Regions from separate parts of the Mus musculus genome. Here region 2 is linked to region 1. A link is a contact called in public promoter capture Hi-C data. All regions are on one chromosome and are shown on one strand. The core of a region is the stretch at or near the end of the contact, and the rest is flanking DNA. Distances in the headings are between cores, read along the strand shown.

Evidence for each region. Capture Hi-C pulls out chosen DNA fragments and counts their contacts.
Region 2: a contact with region 1 is called in a promoter capture Hi-C map of adipose tissue. The contact joins two enhancer-like sites. A contact is called at or near these places in 1 of 484 Hi-C or Micro-C datasets (the HL-1 cell line), 8 of 115 datasets of contacts at active chromatin or transcription factors (bone marrow-derived macrophages, cardiomyocytes, embryonic basal ganglia and 3 more) and 2 of 9 other capture datasets (adipose tissue and liver).

The regions. Positions count from the first base shown.
Region 1 is chr10:95,231,821-95,235,217 of GRCm38.p6, reverse strand. All of the region lies in intron 2 of Cradd (CASP2 and RIPK1 domain containing adaptor with death domain), which reads left to right. Among named protein-coding and RNA genes, the nearest start is that of Gm29684, 88 kb to the right of the region's middle. Within about 2 kb of position 1,872, at least 37 of the 459 cell types and tissues checked have an H3K27ac peak or open chromatin away from gene starts, as enhancers often do. A contact at or near this core is called in adipose tissue and heart atrium, where this site is marked.
Region 2 is chr10:95,396,996-95,400,392 of GRCm38.p6, reverse strand. It overlaps a transcript of Socs2 not described here. Among named protein-coding and RNA genes, the nearest start is that of Gm33230, 15 kb to the left of the region's middle. Within about 2 kb of position 1,647, at least 66 of the 459 cell types and tissues checked have an H3K27ac peak or open chromatin away from gene starts, as enhancers often do. A contact at or near this core is called in adipose tissue and heart atrium, where this site is marked.

The DNA.
Region 1 (3,397 bases), core at 623-3,122:
CTCCCAAGTATATCACACAAGATCATGTGGATTATTCTTTCTGATTATTAGTCGAACATGAATCATTACACAGAACCATGCAGGGCTTTGTTTGCTAAGTGTATTTTGAAAGATAGCTAGCCATGGCCTGCAGTAGAATTCCTTTTGGCTCCTGTGTTAGTTTATTGAAAGTAGAACTCACTAGACTCGTGAATGCAAGAGCAAGGTGTCTCCACCATCTTCTGAGTTGAGGATAACTTTCATCCTTTGCCAGGCTCCTTAGAGACTGGCTGTGAGCAGCCCTGACTTAACTTCAAAGCACAGCTTGTCCCTTTGCCATTGGCACCACAGCATCTTAATTATGCTTGGACAGCTATTATTAGGATAGACAAGTGAGTAAGAACTTTCCTTTGTTGGTTTATATTGCTGTTTTGTGTGACATTGTATAAGCTTAAGCTCACCCAATTATCACAATTGCCACATGCCAATGTACAGTCATTGACGGAGACTCCGAGTTCTTTCAGTGTCTGATGGATTGTTTTATTTAGTTCATAGAAACAAAATGTTTCTTGCCATGCCATCTTCCTAAGCCACAGTCTGGACACAACTGTTCTATTAATGTGTTTCTGACCAACTCAGAGAGCTGTTTATTGACTAAATCCTTGGGTGACTGATTGTAAGCATGGTCCTGGTTATGACTGCAAAAGAAGAAAGTTGGGTATAATCAACTTTATTAACAGTGATTTCAGGAATGTGTGCTTCAGAGAAAGAGGGATATTTTCAATGTTCACATACTTTCAAAGGAGGAAAATAAAAAAGGGCAAGTCCATACAGCAAAAATCACAGTATTTTAGATAGAAAAAAAGAGGGGTGGGGGTGGGGGTGGGGGTGGGGAGAGGGAGCTGTTTTAAGAGCAAGAAACTCTTGTTGGACTTGGATCCCAGGAGAACACACGTTAGACTAAAGGGGGAAACAAATAATGAGGCAAGAATCAGAAGAGTGATGTAAACCAGCAGCCAAATAGCCACAGAGCTTAAGGCCAGACCTAACTGTGTCTAGAGACTATGGAACCCACCAGAAGAGCACCTTTATGACTGAGTCCAGAGTGAGGGGAGGTGGAGACTAACCAGGCTCATGGCTCAAGGCAGGTGGAATAACGTTAACATATAACAGTGATTGAGAGTGAACCCAGTGTATGTGATAGGTAATGATAATAACAGTTATTACAATCTATTGACTTTCTATTCAGGGCTGGACACAATAAAAGAGGATTTAATTATTTTTTTCTAGTACCCGTGACAGCTGTGCATGGTAGAGATTACTGTTATCAACCCCGTTTTACAGAGAGAATACCAGGCCACGGGAGATTTCATAACAAGCCTGAAGTTTGTAAATGAGAGGACAACATTCATATTCGGGTCTGACCTGTTTTAGTGTCTGGCTCTTGGCAGGGGACAGTTTCATACATGTATGGCGTATTTACAATATATGCATTTGTATGCGTCTGTATACAATGTATTGTGATCATGTTGGTTCCTTAGAACCCCCTTCCCCTCTCTTGCTGACCCCATCTCCCCAATTAACCCTCTCCTACTTTCCTTTTATTTTTTGGACTCACTGGATTTTATTAGAGTTGCTTATGTTGGCATTGGATAGGAGTTATTTATTGGAGCCTAGGCAACATACCGGGGCTACACCACTGAAGGAAATGAATGACTGCCTCTTTTGAGTAAGCATCCCAACTCTTATGCCTACTAGCACCAAGCTTTGAAACAGATTGCATGTTTCCGTTTAAATTACTATAGTGTCAGGCACATAAACCAAGATAAACCCAATAGATGGCATTGAAGAGCCACAGCGTGGAGTCATAGCTGAAACAAGGAAATGGAATACCATGATCCTAAGAAACGTACGTAGCTGCCGGCTGGCTCACTTGCTCAGTGCTCTCCTACACTGGGCAGAGCCCTGAGCGTAATCTGCAGCACTGGAAACGGACCATCTGGATTTCTTCTTATAGGTCCACTTGAGACTGTTTGGAGCCAAGAATTTTGATAGTGATCCCTGGCAAACCAGACTTGGTGTCAGGGAGCTGCTCTGTAAAGCTGTAAGTGACGGAAGAGATGCGTAGGAGACAGCCTATGCGTTCACAAGGTGTGCCAACTTCGATTCTCCCAACCTGTGCTCCTGCCCTCCTCTGTTCCTTCCTAGCTATTTAAATGGCGATCCTATTGTTGGAGGATTTCATAGGGGATTGCGAGCAAGGGAATTCATCTGGGCTCAGTAAGGCAGATTCATGTTTGATTTAGCTTCTTTTGCGGAGTATTGATTTTAAACAGGTTTTGCTGCAATAATATTGTGGTTATGTCATCCCTCTGGACCATCAAAATAGCAACTCTTGTCTAAAAAGGAAATACGTTTCTGGCCTGGATTGTTTGGCATTTCCTGGTATTTATTGGCTCCCACATGCCTGTGAATCTTCTGTGTCAGCATTCCTTGTGCTTATATTCAGAGGAAGGAGGAAGAACAAGTCAGTGTCACCTCCTGAGAGCAGCAGTGTGGGCAATGGTGACCTCTGGATGACACATCACATCCGTTCATAAACTCTGCTAGGGATAGTCTGTTCCTTACCATAGCAAACCCAGTGGTCTGTCATTTAGGGACTCCCACTCTTCCATTTTTCAAGATCCAGAGTGATTTGGTTGCCTTCTGTCTGGCTCCTCAGAGTCTCCCATCTTTCTGCGCAGCTGTCGGTTCTCCCAGCATCTTAGAAGATAGCTCACCTTGGCTTGGTAACTTCAGTGCATATAAACTGGTTAGGCTGATGCCTATCTGGGGTGGGGGGGGCTTTAAACCCTGTTTGTGTTTTATCTTTTGAAGTAGGAAGAATTTGGCATGGCATGGCCAGTAGCTTAAAGTGAAGTAGGAAAGACCTCCTTACAGTTTTGGAGATTTGAGACGAGAGTATAGTGTATCTGTTAGTGTTATGAAGATAGTGTGCATGCCCTGGATAGGATATAGAATACCTCTGCCTTTTAAGACTCTATGATTATGAACAGTTCCGTTTCATACATACACACTTGGGTACTGTCCAAATCAAATTCAGGGTCAGGTAGATGGTAGGGTGGGTAAAAAAGCTGCACAAGACATGGTGATCTGTGACCCCATCACCCCTGAGGTGAGATGGGAGGTGAGGCAGGAGAATGGATCTGAAGCCACAGGCCAGCTCTTTTGGAATGTGCATTTCAGCAGCCCTCATGATCAGCACATGTGTGCTGTGGCATGCATATATGAAGGCATGCGTGTTCCTGCGCACACTCTAAATAAATAATTGAAAAACCTTGCAAGTGGAAAACCATTGCATTATGGCGCCATTGTTACCCAAGAAGACTGTGTCATTCCAAGTTCCCAAAAGTCATTG
Region 2 (3,397 bases), core at 398-2,897, 170 kb before region 1:
GTGTTGTTTTCTGTGTAACGAGTTAAAGAATGCATTTAATGGTACCTCAAGCTGGAAGTAGAAAAGATGGATTAGAAATGTCCCGCTCATTGCTTTTTATGCTTTTAAAATTTTTTTATTTTATTTTATTTTTTTAAACTTTGGTTTGGTTTTCTTTTGCTGTCGTGAGCCTGGGTCTCAGCAGAGGTTAGTGTCAGCTCGGCTGCCTGGGCTGTGAACTGCAGATGCCACTGTAGCTGAGCTCTGGGATTGGCTCACTGAGGTCCCTCACCGTGCTTCATGTGAGGTCCAGGAATGTATAGTTTTGCGGTCTGATATATTTTGATGGTTGCCAGATAAAATCGATGTCTGGCACTTTTTTCTAGGAAAAACACATTTAGACGTTTCCAAGCTGATTTGTAGGACTTCATGTCATTAGAACTTTGTGGCAGAACTTTTTCTCAAGTGGCTGAAAACATAAAGGAACTTCAGTCTCGAGGGCTGTTCCCAGCATGTCCTGGGAGTGCCAAAGCCGAGAGGCGGACAACGGCCTGGATTGTTTAGACGGCCTTTCTTCAAAAATAACTGAGTATCTGGACTTCTTCCAATAAGGAAAATAACAGCTTTAGCTACTGACACCAGATTAGTCCCACAACTTAGGAAAAACGGGGTACCTTTTCCTCAAGTTTCTAATAACATTTCTTAGTCTGGCTGAGAGGGAGGACTCAGGTTAGTCTTGAAGGTCTGATTGCTGTTTGCTGTTCTATTCTGTTTTTTGTTGTTGTTGTTTTGTTTTGTTTTTTTTCAAGAAGAGCCGGGTTGGGAGAAACAGACTGTTGTTGAAAGTTAGCCTCCCAGTTCAGGCGAGCAAATCACAGTCTTTTTCTTCATTTATGTCCTAAGTATCTTGGATGCGAGTTAAGACGCTATTATAAAGGAATGAAACAGAGAGAGAGGTAGAGAGAGAGAGAGACAGACAGACAGACAGACAGACAGACAGACAGAGACAGACAGAGGGAACCTGGTGATACACGCATTACTTTTTCTTTAAACTCCCTGGCTTCTCTCTAAGGCCAGCGGGTGGATAGCAAGTCTTTACTTGTTGGCAGTACACTGAAGCCTCTTGGAACAAAATGACTATTGAAAACAAAAAAGCAGCTTCGTGAGATACACTTCAGCTAGGGAGCCCAGGAGTAAATATTTTAGATTTGGAAGAACTTTAAAAAAAAAAAAAAAAGCTACAGATCTTCTGAAAGACTTGCCATTTAATTAGTAGGTTAATGAGGCCTTAGGACCGAAAACTTGGTCTGGTTAAAGCACCCACAAAAACTCAAGTAGAACCTGGAAGCAATTCGACCTTGATTTACAAACATGGTGAGGACTAGGGCCAGCTTTGGCTATTTCGAGGAACTGGATAGGGAGAGGGATCAATCAGGGAGAAAGCTGTGTGTGTGTGTGTGTGTGTGAGAGAGAGAGAGAGAGAGAGAGAGAGAGAGAGAGAGAGAGAGAGAGAGAGAGAGAGAGAGAGAGATCTCCTCTCCGGTCTCCATTCTTTCTGCGGGGAGGAGGGGGGGCTACGCTGTCTGGGGCTCGCCCTGGCTGAGCAGAGGGAAGGGCTGAGGTGCCACCGGCTGACGGCTGACGCAGAAGACGTTCTTTTTCTGCAGCCATCTGGGAGTGGCAGCTCCTCCTGGCGTCCAGGCGCCCTGCGGGTCTCAGGGGGTGGGGTGGGGTCCTTATGTCAGGCCACAGCTACAGAGGAGATGTCACCAAATGCGCATTGCGCTGAGCGCACGGCGCCGCTTTCCTCTACAGTGAATGGGTTAACACCTTCTTCTACACCCACCCCTCTGCCCCCACCGTTTACCTCCTACAAACAGAGTTGGGAACCTGGCTGCCACTGTCTGCAAACAAAGCACCTCTCTTGTTTCTGTTAATCCAAAGTAAATATAATCTTCTATTAGCTAGTTTCTCAGTTATTCTGACAGCAACCTACTCGGGGTTAAAAAAAATATCTAGCTAGTTCAGCAAGTCACTATGACGGAGGGACGGGACTGCCTACCTCCTTCCCCACTCCATCCCCTAGGACCTCTTATCTATTTGTAAAAAACTATTTCAGAATGTTCTAATGTCATAGAAGCATCTAATTTTAATCACTTTTTAAAAAGCACACACAAGCAGTATCATGCGTACATACATTCTGCTCTTTAATTTGCTTCTCAGGTTTGCTGTTTGGGGTCTGGATAGCTTTTCATGTCCTTACTCAGATCCCAGCTCTTTACATATTCCAGCCCATGAACACACTTGTTGACAGGCTTGGTCCCCATCAGTGGACGGTTAGGTTGTCTCTGCCCTCACAAACAACAGTGTATTAAAGCCTCTGGGCTTATGAATGTTCTGTGTGTTTATGGGCACAAACACACGGAGTAAATCCCTGCCCCTGGAACTTTTTTGGTGACGGGGTACTCACATGGGACATGTTAGAAGGTTTTCAAAGGCGGGTAGTCCTAGCAATATTTCAGACATAAATAAGTTATTATCTTTCACATCTCCAGCCTTTACCAGGCTTTCTTGAAAACAGTTAATATTTAAATGACACATTTGTTACCGAGAGCAAATCAGCTTGTGTTAAGTTGCTAATTAAGTGTCTTTAAAGTTAAATTTCAAGTCCCAAACAGAGGTCTCTGGAGTGTGCAATTCTCTGCCAGGGCCTTTAGAAACTAGCAAGAAGCCAGCCGTGACAAACTCATCCCAGTCTCCAGGGACATCAACGGCTGTGGCATGTGGCTCTGGAAAACTAGCTGCTTTGAGAAACTCTAGGGTGGGATTGGGAAGGGGTTTGTTTCATGTGTAAGAGTGTTGTCACCAATTAATTCACTTCAGAAACACTGACTAAACACAACCATAGCAAAAGTTTCTCCTCCCCCTGCCTTTCTTTGTACCAGCCTCCCGACACCAGATGGGAGCCCGGTTCTAGGAACCACAAAATTAATTTCCTGCCACTGAAAGGTGATCCAGCAAGGGGATTAGCTTTGCCTGAGGGTGGCTATACACTATATCTAGATCTTGCCCCCAAAGGGATATTTGGCTTGCTTGTGAGTTTAGTGGCTCAAAGCGTTCCACCTGCACCAAACGGTCCATTTAGCTCCTCACTTGAGTTTTCTAGGTAGAAACATTACAGATGAAACCAGGTTCCAATGGATGAGTCAAGTTTTAGAACTTGGGATTCAAGCTGCTATTAAATTGCATTATCGGCAATCCTAGTAGCACTGCCCCCTCCCCCATAGCCTTTTAGATTATAGTCAACCTTGAGGGTGGGGGTTGTGTAGAGTGTTGACAGTTGTCATAATTCCTCAAATAACCACTTGACTGAAAAAAATGGCTATTTTAAAAGCAAACTCCCTCACTCTCAAAACTC